2 separate regions of the Podarcis muralis genome follow, and region 2 is linked to region 1. The links are chromatin contacts, called in public Hi-C maps. All regions are on one chromosome and are shown on one strand. The core of a region is the stretch at or near the end of the contact, and the rest is flanking DNA. Distances in the headings are between cores, read along the strand shown.

Region 1 (2,698 bases), core at 71-2,570:
ACTCTAATCCAGGAACTTTTAAAACAGACACCTGTCACAAGTGCAGCTAACCTATGGGCCACAACTTACAACATCCCTGAGCATTGGCCATGACAACTGAGACTGATGAGAGTGGGTAGAACAACACCTGTAGGGCCTTAGTAACTAGACTTTTCCTTGCACAGCCTCAGTATCTGACCCTGTGCAATAAGTCACTATCTGTACAACTCAGTTTACCATGTAGATTAGAAAATGAAGGCTACACACGCTAGCACTTGTAAATAAATATATGACTGTGCACCTTTATAAAAAGAAGATAGGCCTATGTTACCAAATTTGTGTACAACAATCCCAGAATTTGGGACACACAAAATCTACTGATTTCAGTAGATTTCAGCGCACCGCTCTGTGTTAAAGAGTGAACAGGGTATTTCCCCTGTGGAATAGTGTGGAGTCCATAAACACACTAATTGGACAATACATACAACCAAGTCCTCTGTCGTTTGTATGAGCTTTTGGAACATGAGAGCAGATTGCTCTTTCCACTTGAGCCTGCATGTTCACACGTGATGCATTCCAATCTAAAAAGCGCTTCTGAGCATCACTTGTGAACGTGCCCTTTAGGGCTCTGGGGCTTGGCTGGCTGACAATGTATTTTCCTTCCAGCGTTCATCATCCCTCTCCCTCCCACTGAAACATGAACTGTGACGGGATGAAAGCGGAGCACATCCGATCCTCTTCACTGTCTGCTATGCTCTCCGCCCGCAGTACATACCCGTGGTGAGCTTCTTCTCCCGCATGGTGAGGATGGGCGCACTGCCTCTGTATAGCTCGTGATCCCGCCTAAGCGCCTGAGCTAAAGCCTCATGGTCCTCAGGGGAGCCCGGGGAAATAACTTCAGCTGGGCCCGGGGCAAAGAGACTGCAGCGGGCCTAAGCCTGGGCACGCACGAATTGCTCGGCGTTTACAACTTGTCCTAGTTATTGCGCGCTATCACAGCCGAGCTGGGTTGCTATGGAGCTGCTGCAGACCGTGCACAGGGGAAACAAGGCTCCTTGACTCCATGAACAAACATTTGTCTTCTTGGGGGCGAAGGCTTTCTCTCGGCTTGGCTAGCCAGCCGGATAAAGCGAGGCGCGCGGAAGCAACGAGCACACAAGTGGTTTAACCTGGGGGAGAAAATCTCCCCGTCGGTGGACAGGCGACCGGTTCTTTCCAATACGCCTTGCCTTCACTTTCAGCCTCGAGGGGGCGCAGGGCCGCCCTGCCGGGTCTGCAAACGACAGCGCCCTCTCCAGTCCTAGCCCGTTAGGAAATAGCTTGATAGTCTCTCCCTCTCTCCCCCCCGCCCCCCCCAAAAAGCCCGCTGCGTTTAGACTGCTGCAAAGATTTGCGTTGGTGATAGGATCCTTCAGGTGTTGCCCACGCTGCTTGCAGCTCCCATCACCTGCAAGAGGAGGGGGTTGGTTCGCCGATATTGTGATGCATTTAACAACGCGTAATGCTGCCTTGGTGACGATTGTGCTGTGTAGAATTCTTATCTGCCCTTCCTGGCAAGCCTCCCCCCTCTCTCCTTTAAGCAAACAACTCTTTGGCATGACCCCCCCTCGGCTTCAAAATAACGTCGACCAGTCTGGCAGGGGCACGTACATTCCATTTCCATGGAGGAATTGCTCTTTGAACAGGCTTTTCTTAACTATCCTGGTGCAGATTCCAGCAGGTTTAGGGCTCAACAGGGGCAAAAGGTTTTCTCCATAACTTGAAGAGGCACGGCAAAATTTGAATGCAAAAAGGGTATATGGCCTTTAGTTGCCCCGGATTGACTGATTCAGTATAAATACCTCCAACAATTCAGCCTAGAACAGCTGAGATTCAAAATATTTCTGCAAAAGAAATGGTGCTGATGACATTTGTAATCAGAATTAATTTCTCTACATGTCATCAACTTTGAGAGTTAATTTGAAGGATTTCCAGGCTCCCCGCCCCCTTTAGAGATATGTGAAAATACGGATGATTTTAAAAGCTGATAGTTTAATCCTGCGGAAACTTACTTTGGGCTATGGAAAAGTGAGAGGTGAATCGTAAGTCGTATCAAAGGGTTCCACTGTCTCACTAAAGTATTAATTCTGAATCCCTTCTCCTGATTATGCCCTTATTCCTATCTCTGCTCATGGGCTGGCTGTCTGCCATTTATTTTCTTAATTCATGCAGTCTCCTTTGCGCCGAGAATAGTAGATTTGCTTCAAGTTAATTTTCATAGTGGCCATAATAGCCTGTAATTTATATTTATTTCTCCATATAAAACAGAAATTGAATGTCCAAGATCCCCGTGGATTTGTGCATGTTAACACTTTGGTAGTAAACAATAAAATCAGATTTTATTTTATTGTTAGTAGAGGCTGACAGTGCAATCCTTTCATGTTTGTTCAGAAGTAGCCCAACTCCATTCAAGGGGGCTTGCTCTCTCAGAGGAAAAAATAAGCCCTTCATCCAGTCTGGCATCCTTCTTGTCCACCCTTCTTCCATACCTGTGGGGGATCATGATGAAATTCATCAACATAAGTGAACAGTACTGAGCCTCTAAATGCCTCAAATCCCAGCTTCATATTCAAACAACCAGACAACTACAGTGGTACCTTGGGTTACATACACTTCAGGTTACATACGGTTCAGGTTACAGACTCCGCTAACCCAGAAATATTACCTCGGGCTAAGAACT
Region 2 (2,698 bases), core at 107-2,606, 510 kb before region 1:
GCGCTTTCGCATCTGGCCCATTTGCCTGAGATCTCTCTTTCTCTCCTTCCCTGTCTCTCTCCTCTAGCTCTTAAGCAGCGCGATCTTGCTCAAAGTCCCGAGAGGTGGAGGGTGATGCGGGGTGTGTGTGTGTGTGTGTGCCTTTTAACGTCATTTCGCCATGTGGATTGTTTTATGTTTCAGGGAGCCGGTCCTGCACGGTTCCGTCTGGGGGGCATAATCAGCCCTCCGCGCTGCGCTCCGTGCCATTAATGAGTAGTTAACAAATATTCGTCTAAAACGCCGCTTGCATGCAGGGAAAAAGGAGCCCGACCGCAACTTAACCACGAACAGTAATGTGTTTCTATTTATCCAGGGGCTCAAGTTAAACAACCTGTGATTGGTCACTTGGGATAAGTAAAAACAACAACAACATAAAAAATCCCTCTTAAACTGAAAAGGAGGAAAAGTGGTAGCAAAAGCCCCCGAGGTCCCTATAATCTGCATGCATATGCTTCCAACAATTAAATGTATATAAAATATATTTTTATGTATATATATTTGGGGGAAACTTTCTCATCTAACAGAGGAAAAGCATTTCCGAATTATAGTCACTCGGGAAGTTTAAAAACTACCTTTCAAGATTTTCCTAGATGCCAGATATTTTTATTTATTTCGCCCGGGTAATGTTGGCGGTTCCTTGGGATTCACCTGTTTCGGGTAGAAGAAAATCGTTTGCTCACGAAAGCCAGGTTTTGAGAGAGGATTTCTTCAGCTGGGAGATGATGATGATGACACTAATACTTTGAAATGGCTATGACAAAGTGGCGCCCTATAATTTTGTTTTAAAAACACGATTCTCTCGGGAACCTTACAGTCTAACAAATTAAATAAAGAAGAGGCAAAGGAATTGGGGGGGGGAGAAAAGAGGGGAGGGAAAATAGAGGATTAGAGATAATTCAAGGAAGCCTTCTAAACTATCGCGTTCACATTGATCTGCTTCACACGAAGCAGGAAAAAACCGTTAATGGTCTGAAGGTATTACTCGGAGTGTATAGAGAACATATAGCCAGCATATTTAGTCCATGGAAACGGTGTGTTGGACACGTTCAACAGGGCTTAGCCTGAGAGACAGCTACCGAAGTTTCTGCAGTTGGAGTAGCCAGAAGCATTAAGGAAGGAAGATCTTGATTTATGCACTGATCGTGTTTTCTCAAAGGGGAAAAAGTCACCTTAGGTAACGTTGGGGGTGGGGAGGGAAAGTGTGTAGGGGGAGAGAGAAAGGAGCTCTGCCCCTTTAAAGCCAAGTTGCTATCCAAACAGAAGTAAACAGTGGTGGTGGAACAGGGAGGCGGGGCTTCGAGGGGCGGCCCTCGGAACGTTCGCAACCTCTCGGGCGTTCGGAGCGGGGCGTGGCTTCGAACGCTGGGGCGGCGAGCGTTCGAATTGCTGGGGCTCGGGGAGGGACTGCGGGCGGGGGCAGAGCCCGCGCCGCGGCGAGCGCTGAAATGCGATGGACCCGCGAGGGGGAGGTCCAGACTCGCGCCGAGCTCCGCCGGAGCCGAAGGCAGGACGGGGCTCCCGGGGAAGCTCTATGCCGGCACTTGACTCGCCGCCTCCCAGCCGCCGGAGGAGCCTGAAAGCCCGGGCCGGAGGCCTCCTGGAGCCGCCCCTCTGACTCCTCGGAAGCCGCCCCTCGGAACATGCCCGGAGCCCCCGGGACTCGACGGCTCCACTGAGCGAGCTCCTCTCCCGAGTGGATCTAATGACGCCGCCAAGGCACTTGCTGGCCTGAGGAGCGCCGGGAGGACGTGGGTCCGGGGACGAGGCGGAGGCCCCGTCGGAAGAAATTGGCAAGTGGGAGGTAGGTAGTAGAGTGACAGCTCCGGAATGGTCGCTCTGCTTGGGAACGGGGCACCTGCGGGTGGGAAGTGAGGGATCTGGGCAGGAAGGGGCTTTAGCGGGGCAGAACAGGGGGAGGACCCGATTCTAAGCTCCGCAGGGAACCCCAACCCGGAGAATTGCCCTCGGAACCGTCCAGGAACGGGCTTCCACAACAACCAGAACCTTCTTGCCCTTAGTAATGTGACTGTTAGGATCCTTTGCGCGTTTTACGTGGGAGTAAGGCTCGCTGAGCTCAGGGAGACTTCCTTCCGAGTAAGCGCGCGTGTAGAGCTCGGGCTGGCCGCAGAGGGCTTTGTCAGCCAGCTCGGTCTCCCGCCGAGGAGGAGCGAGCAGCTCCTCGCCTTTACTTTCGATTTGAATCCCGGCGGCTCACACCAGAACAGGGGCAGACCTGTCTCTCGGTGCACAGAGCCGGCTGTGTTCTGCGCGCTCCATAAAGCTCCGGGCAAGTGGAAGGGCCTCCAGACCCGCCCCCCCTCCTTAGAAAGTTCGCACTCCAAAGGCTTCCAGGAAAGCATTGCTCGTTCAACAAATCTTGGGCGAAAGATTTCCTTCCCTCCTCTTGATTTGTTCGAGATAGCCTTTGGGAACGCCGGAGCGGGACGGAGGTCTTGGTTTTGGCGAGGATAAGCAAATACAAATCCGTGGGATCTGGCAGGGATAGTTTCCCCCAACTTCAGCCGGCGTTTGCCTACCTGATAGCTGAGACCCTCGGCGGGCTCTTAGCCTTCTCCCACCAAGAGCGGCTATTTATTTCCCTCTGACATCCAAGCAAAAGCTCCTTTCAAGTCCTTAGCCGTCGGAAGCCCTTGAA

What was found. Hi-C and Micro-C count contacts between places; a contact is called where the count stands out from the background.
Region 2: a Hi-C map of tail shows a contact between it and region 1, with 3 times the contacts expected there. The contact joins the promoter of OSR2 here to the promoter of RGS22 in region 1. A contact is called at or near these places in 2 of 3 Hi-C or Micro-C datasets (blood and tail).

The regions. Positions count from the first base shown.
Region 1 is chr8:23,405,331-23,408,028 of rPodMur119.hap1.1, reverse strand. It overlaps RGS22 (regulator of G protein signaling 22), which reads right to left and starts at 1,320. Exons shown (of 28, transcript XM_028736399.2): 1 at 755-1,320. The coding sequence starts at 779. It overlaps LOC144328676 (a long non-coding RNA gene), which reads left to right. Exons shown (of 3, transcript XR_013393873.1): 2 at 646-780.
Region 2 is chr8:23,916,577-23,919,274 of rPodMur119.hap1.1, reverse strand. OSR2 (odd-skipped related transciption factor 2) reads left to right here and starts at 1,356. Exons shown (of 4, transcript XM_028736409.2): 1 at 1,356-1,843.